Linked DNA regions of Oryctolagus cuniculus: region 1 is linked to region 2. Evidence: chromatin contacts called from public Hi-C data. All regions are on one chromosome and are shown on one strand. The core of a region is the stretch at or near the end of the contact, and the rest is flanking DNA. Distances in the headings are between cores, read along the strand shown. Region 1 overlaps GPBP1 (GC-rich promoter binding protein 1). Region 2 holds the start of MIER3 (MIER family member 3).

Region 1 (6,082 bases), core at 663-3,162, 260 kb before region 2:
AGACATAGCATACAGAAGCCTATGTATATTAGAAAATGACATAGGAGAGGAATCTAGCAATGTCTAGTCAAGTTCCATTTTTTACTTCTAACTGCAGCTTTCAGCGTTATTCAAAGTGAGGTATACAGAGAAGACAGAATCAGCATCACTTGGATGTCTCTATAATTTGGGGACCCAGCAAAGACCGAATGAATCAAAATCTGCATTTTAACAAAATTCTTCCAAGCAATTTTCATTCCCATTAAAGTCCAAGAGGCAGTAGTCTAAAAAATCTTATACAGCAACAAGGAGACATTATAAGAATATTTAATGTTGTATTCTTTATAGTATGTAGTGTTATAAAAATTGAAAGGTAAATGAATAGAATGTAGTATATGGACACAAAATATAGTACTACACAAAGTTTAAGATAATCACACTAAGTCTACAAACATGGAATATATCTAAGAGACATAACACGTAAACAAGAGCAGAAATATGAATAATCATTTATATGAATTTAAAGTACACAAACACTTTTTTTTTTTTTTTTTGACAGGCAGAGTGGACAGTGAGAGAGAGAGACAGAGAGAAAGGTCTTCCTTTGCCGTTGGTTCACCCTCCAATGCCTGCTGCGGCCGGCGCGCTGTGGCCGGCACACAGCGCTGATCCGAAGGCAGGAGCCAGGTGCTTCTCCTGGTCTCCCATGCGGGTGCAGGGCCCAAGCACTTGGGCCATCCTCCACTGCACTCCCGGGCCACAGCAGAGAGCTGGCCTGGAAGAGGGGCAACCAGGACAGAATCCGGCGCCCCGACCGGGACTAGAACCCGGTGTGCCGGCGCCACTAGGCGGAGGATTAGCCTAGTGAGCCGTGGCGCCGGCCCAAATAAATAAATATTTTTAAAAATACCTATTCTGTATATTTGTACATTAAAATATTTCATTGAACCCTCCTACATAGTCAAATCAAACAAGCTGCAGGAAAATACTTGCAAGGTAAACAGCAAACAAGGCCCTTAACATGAAAATAGCCATTACAAAATCACTATATGATTATATTAACTAACAGTTCGCAGAGCCAGTTCCTCCAAAAACTGGCCACAAACAATGCAAGTCAACACAAAAAAATATTTTCTCATTTAATTCCTGGAAGATTTAGAAATAAAAAACATGCCCAGTATTATCAAAACTGAAAATTATGATGTGATTATAAAATTGGCAAAAACTTTTGATCACCAGCTAAGCATCATCTACAAAAATGTACAAACTTTCTGACATGACAATTCTATTGAAAGGAATTTACCCTACAAATAAATTCAAGAGATACCCAGATACTTCTGCAGTCTAGTCCACTAACACATATGTCCATTCAATAAAAAAACTGCATGGTTACTGAAACAATAGTAATTCGCTGTAAGTGACTACAGAAAGATACTGGTCTTGGCCAGACCTTAGGGGATATAAAAATGATAGGCCAAACTCAAGGATTTTTCAAGTCTAGTCTAGTAAAAATATGACTATACAAATTTTTATCACCTAACTTAATGCTCAATCTTAGCTACTAATTACTCTTATTGTCTTTATTTATCTTATTATCTTTACTAACTGTAAATCCTTTTCTAGAACTCTGAAAAGATATTCCTCAGAATTTAAGCCTGTTGTTCCTAGTTTTAACTTATGTTATGACTTAAGCATTGCTAACTTTGTAAGGAGTGATATTTTGTGAAGTCTTCCAATGAGAAAATTTATTTTTAAAAATAGAATAAAACTTTTTTTTTTTTTGGGTTGTAAGGCAAAAGACTGTACTAAAGCAAAGAAGATTAAACGGATTATGTGCTAGATTCCAAGAACAAAAGACAAGCATATATCTCAGATCTGCACATCAGGGTTGAACCAGAGAGAGAGATGTTACACGTTCTTGGAGGTGACTCATGAGCTGAGTAATAAAAGATGAGTCAGTTAGCTAGGCAAAGTGGAGGACAGAATGTATTCTAGCAAAAGGGCCAAAGATGTAAGAGAATTCAGCTAAAAAAATGCAGGTCATCCACCTTCAACTAGGTAGGCACTACACTATACAATGTGACAAACTGGACAATTTTTTACTTCTCTCAGGAAACTGAGGGAGCAATCATGCTCATCAACCTGCACCTATTTTCATGATTAGCTCAGAACAACTCTAAATCAATCAAGGCAAAACAAGCACAACTTCACAATTACAGTAGGCTAAATCAGCAAGCCTATGTTTTTCCAACTATAATCTGCATTCAGTGGAAAACATGCAGCAAAAGAGTGACACATCAGATGAAAAGCAAACACCAGAAGGACATCAATTCAAAGAGTATAGTAACCAAAGCACCAATCACTACATCAGCAGTAGTGAAAGAAAAGGATTCTCACAGAATATGCCAAGGACTGATCAAAAGAACCTAGAAACGGCAACACAGAAGACACATTCAGGATTCAATCAACTCCACTGATCATTCGCAATAGGGTCACTCAAAAAGGGAAACAGATGTGGGGAGTGAATGAAGACTTAAGTTTAGAAAAATTTTGAAACACTTATGGAACTCTAAGTGAAAATGATAATGCACCGGCTGTTCACCAGCAGTTAGTTCATACATTAAACTGCATTATATATAAATAATTTTGATGGGCCGGCACCGCAGCTCACTAAGCTAATCCTCTGCCTGCAGCATCAGCACCCCGAGTTCTAGTCCCGGTTCAGGTGCCAGATTCTGTCCTGGTTGCTCCTCTTCCAGTCCAGCTCTCTGCTGTGGCCCGGGAAAGCAGTGGAGGATGGCCCAAGTGCTTAGGCCCTACACCCGCATGGGAGACCAGGAGGATGCACCTGGCTCCTGGCTTTGGATCAGCGCAGGGCGCCGGCCGTAGCGGCCATTTGGGGGGTGAACCAACAGAAGGAAGTCCTTTCTCTCTGCCTCTCTCTCACTAACTCTGCCTGTCAAAAAAAAAAAAAAAAAAAAAAAAAAATTTTGATCAGTGTTATGCCTGCAGGGTAAAATGTTACAGTAATGCTTCTCAAAATCGTGTATTGCTGTGCCCTCTCCCTCTCCCTCTCTCTCCCTCTCTCCCTTTCCCCTGCTTCCCCCCAAAGCAGGGCCAGCATTGTGGCATAGCAGATCCCAAATGAGACCAGGCTGCTCCATTTCCATTCCAGATCCCTGCTGATGACCTGGGAAAAGCAGTGAAAGAAGATGGCCAAAGTAACTGGGCCCCTGCACCCATTTGGGAGACCCAAAGAAGCTCTTGGCTCCTAGCTTCACCTGGCCCAACTCTAGTTATTGCAGTCATCTGAGGAGTGAAACAGCGGATGGACAATCTCTCTTGATCACTTGCTCTTTCTCTTCCTGTATAACTCTTTCAAATAAATAAATCAGTCTTTTAAAAAAGATCAAAGAGAATTTTCTAGCTACCTAAATTTTTCTGTATCTGGAACTACTTCAGCATATATTCAACTAAAAAATATTACTTAATGGAATAAAAGATCATGAAAAAAATATTGTTGCATCACAGACATTCATAGGAAGCTTTTATTTACATCAGCATGCAAACAAAACACTATGTAAAATTTATTGCTCACCATGGAATATAATCAATAGTTCACAAACCACTGCCTTAAGGCATGGACATCAGCCACATGCACTTTAAAATTTCACCACATGATGGGGCTAACATTCTACAAGTCTCAGAAAACTACCTAAGTGCAGTTCTGAGGTTATTTTTACTCTAATTTGCATCAATTTTCAAAACAAAAAATGTAAGATTGACATTAAACTGAAATAGAAACATAGTAGTAATTAATGATTTACCCATTTATTGAGGACAAGATTAAAAGTATAAAAACAATATAGGCAAACAATCTCTGGCAGAGAAAAAAGTTAATTACAAATAAGAACCCATAGTGATTCTGAGATGAAAGGATACGCCAGAAAAAAGGTGAACAGAAAGAGGTATTACTAAAAGGCATGTGTTTGGGGCTTGCGCTGTGGCGTACTGGGTTAAGCCTCCTCCTGCAGTTCCAGTATCCCAAGACGGCAGCGGTTCTAGCCTTGGCTGCTCTTCTTCTGACCCAGCTCTCTGCTATAGCCTGGGAAAGCCAAGTGGAAGATGGCCCAAGTCCTTGGGCCCCTGCACCCATATGGGAGACCCGGAAAAATTCCTGGCTCCTGGCATCCGATCCAGCCGTTATAGCCATTTGGGGAGTGAACTGACAGAAGGAAGACCTTTCTCTCTGTCACCCCCTCTCACTATCTGTAACTCTACCTCTCAAATCAGTAAATAAAAAAATCTCTACATACAGAGCATTTATAAAATCAGCATATTCATAAAACACTGTAGAAAACATTAAAACTAGTATCTGCCTCAACAGTGCATGGTATAACATGAAAAACATTTGGTCTTTGTCTCTGGTTCCTGGTCATAAAGCTCCTCAGAGATAGGAGTATTGTTTTCATATTGTTTTTCTTAATGAACCATTTATGTTACTGAGGTTACACAGGGTAAGGGCCTCTAGATAGCCTCTTGAAGTTCAACTGCCCTTCCTCCCCTATATTGCCCCCTACCCATCTTTTCATCTGCATCCTTGTAATAAACTGGCAACCTTAAATGTTTGCAAATTCTGAGATATCAAGCAATATTTGAAGTAATCCTGTTTTGTGGCCAGTTGTCTACACTTGCCTTCAACGCTTGGGAATCTAGTTTTCTGGGATTCAGCCTTTGACCTGTGGAAGTGCCACTATGTCCAAGTGGACAGTGTCAGAATGGAACTGAATTACAGAATACCTACTTGGTGTGCACTGGAACACTGATGATGTGTTTTATGGGATGGGGAAATACATCTGGTCATAGAAATTGATCTAAAGTGGAAAAACTTTTTTTTCCTTTTCTCACACGGTTTCTAATCTAAACAACAAAATACCTAAACAAAGTACTTTCTAATGAAAATAGCTTGACTGAACCAAAAGAATAAATTATCATGAAAAAATCTCAAAAGTGCAAAAGGTCATTAAGAATTTCTTTTCTGGAAATAAAAAGTTAGATTTATTTAATTATATGGGTTCCTCTAATTTTCTAATTGTTTACAAGCAAACAGACAGTTATATCTATGTCCACCTGTAGTTTCTATGTTTACACTAGACAATGCTGAAAAAGGTCCATCAAAAGTTTCCCAGTAACAGTTCTGTTCACAAGTATGATGAATTATTATGACTTTTATCAAAAGAAAAATATTGGGTATTTCCCACTTTACAATCAGACTAGTACTTTAAAGGAAATCACTAATATATTTTCTCCTAAGCATATCTTGAAAATAGAGTACAATTTCAATACCTTGCAACAGTCTTAAACATTAGAAAATTTGTGAAGTATTCAACTTTTGTTTTTAAGTAAAATGAGCATTTCTTTTTTTTTTTTTTTTTTTTTTTTTTTTTTTTTTTTTTTTTTTTTGACAGGCAGAGTGGACAGTGAGAGAGAGAGACAGAGAGAAAGGTCTTCCTTTGCCGTTGGTTCACCCTCCAATGGCCGCCGCGGCCGGCGCACCGCGCTGATCCGATGGCAGGAGCCAGGAGCCAGGTGCTTTTCCTGGTCTCCCATGGGGTGCAGGGCCCAAGCACCTGGGCCATCCTCCACTGCACTCCCGGGCCACAGCAGAGGGCTGGCCTGGAAGAGGGGCAACCGGGACAGAATCCGGCGCCCCGACCGGGACTAGAATCCGGTGTGCCGGCGCCGCTAGGCGGAAGATTAGCCTAGTGAGCCGCGGCGCCGGCCAAAATGAGCATTTCTTTCATTAGTCCTGATAAGTAACAATGTTGCAATTTCATATTACTTTTGAGATTTCAGTCACAGAGCATTCAAAGCCTTATTAATGTTGGAAAAAGCCTTCCAGATAAACAAAAGGACTTCAAAAATCCCCAATTTTTAAAAACATTTTATCTACAAGTAAAAACGAAGGCAAGTCTTCAGAAGACTACAACAGAAATTATTAATGTATTAGCATGTGTATATATATGTATAAATATAGACACATTTGAGATTTGAGATTTGCTATTTGCTATATGTGCCCTTAAGACAATTTTCAGAGATTTTA
Region 2 (5,773 bases), core at 1,276-3,775:
GGGTGATTACTAACGCCATAAACAAGAGTGTCAATTGTTAAATCAACAACAGCAGTCACTGTGCACTATACTCCATGTAGGATCTCTGTCCTTAATGTGCTGTATGTGAATTAATGCTATAACTAGTACTCAAACAGTACTTCACACTTTGTGTTTCTGTGTGGGTGCAAACTGTTGAAATCTTTACTTAATGTATACTAAATTGATCTTCTGTATATAAAGATAATTGAAAATGAATCTTGATGTGAATGGGATGGGAGAGGGAGCGGGAGATGGGAGGGTTGCAGGTGGGAGGGAGGTTATGGGGGGGGCCACTGTAACCCAAAAGCTGTACTTTGGAAATTTATATTTATTAAATAAAAGTTTAAAAAAGAAGGTGCTCCCACCATGCCCAGCATGCACCATGGGACTTACTTTCTGTCGTGTCACCTGTTACATGGTGAAATAGTCAGAAGCAGTGTTTTTATTTAGATCTCCTGGAACAAGCAGAGCTTTTTATCTGTTTTGACTCTTGGAAGTCTTGTCATCAAAAACAATGAAAGATAGCCGGCGCCGTGGCTCAATAGGCTAATCCTCCACCTTGCGGCGCCGGCACACCGGGTTCTAGTCCCGGTCGGGGCACCGGATTCTGTCCCGGTAGCCCCTCTTCCAGGCCAGCTCTCTGCTATGGCCAGGGAGTGCAGTGGAGGATGGCCCAGGTGCTTGGGCCCTGCACCCCATGGGAGACCAGGAAAAGCACCTGGCTCCTGGCTCCTGCCAGGATCAGCGCGGTGCGCCGGCTGCAGCGGCAGCCATTGGAGGGTGAACCAACGGCAAAGGAAGACCTTTCTCTCTCTGTCTCTCTCTCACTGTCCACTCTGCCTGTCAAAAAAAAAAAAAAAAAAAAAAAAAAAAAAAAAAAACAATGAAAGAGCCATCCATTTACGTAACAGGCTTTATCCAGAAAGGATTGTGTGGTGTAAGACTGGATGACAAACTTTTTCTCTAGTTATCGGGGTTAGAAAGTAGCTCTGCTTCCTTACACTGCTAATGAATTTAGCTTCGTTTGTGTTTTTATGCATCCTTATTTTACACCAGGGACATGGACTCCCTGAATCATGTGGCAGGATGGATAGCATCACAGTTGCCTATACAAAAATCCTTACAAGCAAATAAAAAGAGAACCTGCGGAAACACTACTAAGTCTTTGAAAAGTGCGTGCATCCGTGTCTCAGACGTGCCACGTTTACAGTTCCGATTAGGCAGGTTTGCCGTGAAGATGTGTTTTGTGGCGCCGCTGCTGGGAACACTTTGTCTGAGGCCCCTGTCTGGGTCTTGCCTGTGTTGTGCCACACAGGGACTACTTGGAGTTCTGTGCAAAAGGTGTGCTCCCTGCCTCTGGTTGAAAGTGAATCACTTGCATTTAGCTGCAAGCCATTTTTTACTTCGAAAACTCTGAACGCCTCATTGAGGACAGTACGTACAACGTGTGCCAAGCCTCTGGTTTCAAAGTTCAGCTGTTTTGGAGTTATTTGACTGGACAAAAGGTCACAAGATATCTTTCAGTGCTGGGAAAGTGTAATTTTCCATGTCTTTATGATGTTTTGGAATAGCTGAAGTGATTTTTCCCTAAAATTTCCATAGAGAAATAACACTTACCAGCGGTGTAAACTTGATATTGAGATGTCTTGGCAAAACATTTCAAGAATAACCCTCCCTCCTCCTCCCTGACCGATTCTCCAGCCTGGTCCTCAGTATGTCCCCCTGGGAGACCCCAGGTTAAAATCCAGACCTTTCACGCCTGGATTGAAAGCTTTAGCTTCTACGAGGTTTCTCAACTGTGACATCACACCAGAAACCTCACCGCTATCATTTCCTCCCAGGCGTGTGTTAGCAAGCAGCTGGGCTCATTTCGCCAAATCCCTGAGGGGTCCGGGCCGGTCAGTCCTGACTGCGTGTGCTCCCCACCTCTCCTTGGGCCTGAAAGCATCCTTTCTTCTCCACACACAGCATTCTTTCTGGTCCCCCACCCGAGGACTGAGGACACCGTGCGTCTTCCAGATTGGCAGGATCCACTTCTGGACGCCACCAACCAGCTGCCAGTGTACACTGCCCTGTGTTTTGTGGGCTTCACGGAGGTGAAGGCTCCCCCTAGGACGAGCAAACAGCCTGAAGTAGGAGCAGCTACACCTGTTGAGCCCTGTCTTCCCCATTGGACTAGCTTCCCAAGACACGAGTGGCCTTTTAGGGGGTCGCGTTTTTGAGATCCCTCCAGGGTTTGGATACACTATGCCTGTCCTTCCACGGGTCGGTCCTGCAACCCCTGGGTCACCGCACAGACGATCTGGGGATTACCAACACCTAGGACTGCTCTAATCCCCCCCTACGTGTACAGTTCATGTTTTACAAGCGTCTTCTTTGACTCGTGCAAGTGCGCTCAGCTTCATTCTCTGCCCGGTCGGTCTCGCGTCTCTCCTTGTGCTCACTACCTTCCAGAGCCTGCTTGGCAGGTGCCTGATCCCCGTCCCTGCAGGTCTCCTGGGGGAAGCCGGGGCGCCGTCCTCTCACTCTGGACGGACCCAGTGCCCGGCGGGCGGCCACTTCTCCTATTTCCTAGGGCTCGCGCCCTCCCGTCGGTCTGGTCGCTCGCTCGCCTCCCCTCAGGGAAGTCCGTCCAGTGGTCGCTCCCAGGCTCCGCCCGTCTCCCCCACGCCCCACCGCGCCGGAGTGTCCAGGGCCGGTCCTGGGCCTCGACCGGCTGGACGCGGGTCTGTCCCCGGCTTGTGTCCGGTTCGCTAGGAACTTTACTCCAGCCGGGAGCAGAGGGGCGGTGAGCGCGAGTGCGGGCGCGCGGCGCGCGGCGCGCGGGCGACGGCGGCGGGCGCGGCTAGGGGGCTAGAGGAGCAGGGCGCGGGGCGGGGTGGGCGTGCGAGCGGGCCGGGGGCGTCGCGGGCCGCCCTGCCCTATAAGGGGCCGAGCCGCCTCCGCCGCCGGGCGGGTGCCGGGCGGACCGCGGCGGCGACGGCGGCGGCGACTGCGATTGGCTCAGGCGCCCCATCCGGGGACTGGGCTCGGCGCTGCTCGTTCGCCCTAAAGGTACCAATATGGCGGAGGTGAGCAGGGAAACCGGGCAGGAGCGGCCGGGCTGGAGCGGGCGCCCGGCGGCCCCCCGCGGCCCCCGGGCCGGCGTGGGGAGTCCGGGGCTCCTCCCGCGGCTCCCCGGGGGCCGGGGCAGCGGCGCGGGGGGCGCGGGGCGGCGACGGGCCGCGGCGGGGCCGGCCGGGGGGCGGGAGCGGGCGCGGGAGCGGTCTCCCTCCGGGACTAGGCCTCGGCGGCTCCGGCCCCGGCCCGGCCGGGCTGCGGGGCCGGGCGGGGGGCGGCGGCCGGCGGCAGCGAGCCCCAGCCCGGGGACGGCGCCGTGCCGTGTCCCCGGCCGCTGACGCGGGCCGCCGGCGCCTCCGCGCCTCTTCCCGGGGCCGAGGTGGGTGGAAACCGGCCGAGCCCCCCCACTCCGCGACCGGATTGCAAAGCGGGGAGCGGGCTGCGCCACTGCCCTGCGGGAGGAGTGCGCTGCGCCCCCGGCCCACCGCGCCCCGGCTTCGGCGCCGAGCGGCCGCACGCTCCACTTTGCCCCGGCCGCAGAGGCGAGCGGGATGCGCGGCCGCCGGGCTTCGCGGGAGAAGAGCGGGACTCCTGCCCCGCAGCCCCGGAGGTACGAGAGTCCCTGGGGTAAAGCGAGCAGACCCAGACCGTCGACGCCCGCTCCGGGAGAGCGCCTCGACAGCCCCTCTGCCCTCCGGGCTGGGCGGGCGAAGCTGCGCTGGCCGCCCCCCGGGACTCGGGAGCTGGGGGGAGGGGGCGCGGCAGGAGCCCCTTGGCTGGAGCTCGCGGGAGCCGGGGGCGCGCTGGCGGCCCAGGCGGGGACTGAACGCCCTGGCAGGAGCCAGCATCCCTGGGGTCGGGGGGCTGCGTCTCTGGACTTGAACGAGGGGCGGGGGTTGGGGGGGGCCCTCACTTTGGTTTGGGGGTCGAGTGTCCGGTTCGAGCCGGCCTACGTTCCCGGAAAGAGAATGGCCTCGGAGTTGGGGCTCCCGGGCCCCGAGGGGCGGTCGAGGTGCATCGAGGGCGAGTCCCTTCCTGGAAAAGGGTATTTTGGTTGCTACGAGTTGTCGGGGGCGGCGGCGAGCCGGGTGGGATGTGGGGAGACTGATGCTGCGAGTCTGCGAGTCGTCTGGGTTTTGCTTCTGCTCTTTGTAACTTGCTGAGCTCCAAGAAGCGGCTTAGGAGTTGCGTGTTGGAGACCGGGCTGCGTCCCGGGTCTGCGAGCGTGTACGCTGGGGACTGGGGGAGGAAGGCGAGGCAGCCAAGAGGGGGCCCGAAAGGGGCCTGGAGCGAGCGGAGCCGAGCTGCGTCTTGCACTTTTGGCAGCGGCGGCGGCGGCGGCGGCGGAGCGCTCGCCCCGCCTCCCCTGCGCCCTGTTGCCTGCGCTGCCTCTTGCCTGGCCGCGCGATCTAACCTCACGTTTTCTTCTCTCTCCTAGGCTTCTTTCGGAAGTTCGAGCCCAGGTTTGTCCTGTTTTCTTACTTCTTGGGTGACTCCCAGAGGGTAACGGGGGCTCCGAGCTCCGTTGTTAAAAGATCTCCCTCCCTTCCTTCCCCCAAGATGATCCCTTTTTTCGTCATTGGTTTCTAAGAGCTTCGGTGTGCATTTGGTTATTAGGTTGCTTCCTTTTTGCCCCTTGCAGGCTGGAAATAATCCTGCTAAAGAGCTGCTGGCCTACAAGAGTACTTTTAAGTTGTGTGTCTTAAATTTTCACTTGGTTTTTTTCCTCCAAGCCTGAAACAGCTAATCCCAAATCGACTTTCCAACAACTTCAGCAGTTTGGTTTAGATTTCCAAGGGGCTGCTTAGATTCCTTGTTGGCTGTAACTCCCCGTGTCATTATTGTCATTTTCATAATTAAGAAATGCATTTACATTGTGTTAAAGTTGAGAGGTAGGTAAAGCTACCTTAGAGAAGGAATCTCGAACTTGCAGTGGTGGCATGGAAAAGTGGTGATAGAGGATGTTTGAGCGGAGACAGCGGCAGGTCGGTTAGTGCAGGTTTCTTCACCTCCCTGAGTTCAGGAACCCCTGGCAGGATTTGAAGAAGGCATGCACTGTGCACATAGGTAGAGTTACGCAGTGTGGGGCTTGTGGAACCCCTGGGGTCAGTGCAGGGAAAGGAGCTTTCTTCGCAGGTTAAAATGCAGAAATGGCTTTGTTTCTATGTCTCATCCCCTGTTAGCTCCCCTCTTGGCTGGCTGTTTCCCCTCTCTTAGTCTCCAGAAAAAGCTCTGTACTAGTCCAGCTCCTGTATTTTACAGTTGAAGAGACGGTTAATTACTGAGAGCCACCTAGCTGGTAGCTGGACTTGGGTGAGTTCTCACGTCTGTCTGCACTGCAGCGTGTTGCCTAGGAATGTAATGCTCTCTCCTTGCCACGTGACTTTTTGTATTTCATCAACTTTCAGGATCTCCTCATTTCAGGCATTATATAATAAATCAACACCAAGTTGAAGTTTGTGGCTATTTCAAAAATAGCTAAGTCCTCACATTTAAAAATTATTTTTCAAAGTTTTTCTAATTTTGAGACACATGTCTTTGTTTTACACAACTTCAGGAAAAGAATATGTACATGTTGTCACACATCTGGATGATGATAAAATTTTTCCATTTCTCAGCAGTGTCTGCTTTGAAGAAGTTGCCATATAAATGAAAAAAATCAGCCGTGTTTTTGATGTCTAAACACACTTTT

The links. Hi-C and Micro-C count contacts between places; a contact is called where the count stands out from the background.
Region 1: a Hi-C map of an unstated tissue shows a contact between it and region 2, with 2.0 times the contacts expected there. The contact joins the enhancer-like site here to the promoter of MIER3 in region 2. A contact is called at or near these places in 2 of 6 Hi-C or Micro-C datasets (skin fibroblasts and an unstated tissue).

What each region holds. Positions count from the first base shown.
Region 1 is chr14:77,886,956-77,893,037 of mOryCun1.1, reverse strand. All of the region lies in intron 3 of GPBP1 (GC-rich promoter binding protein 1), which reads right to left. Among named protein-coding and RNA genes, the nearest start is that of GPBP1, 39 kb to the right of the region's middle. Within about 2 kb of position 1,912, at least 1 of the 8 cell types and tissues checked has an H3K27ac peak or open chromatin away from gene starts, as enhancers often do.
Region 2 is chr14:77,631,780-77,637,552 of mOryCun1.1, reverse strand. MIER3 (MIER family member 3) reads left to right here and starts at 2,525. Exons shown (of 12, transcript XM_070056720.1): 1 at 2,525-2,809.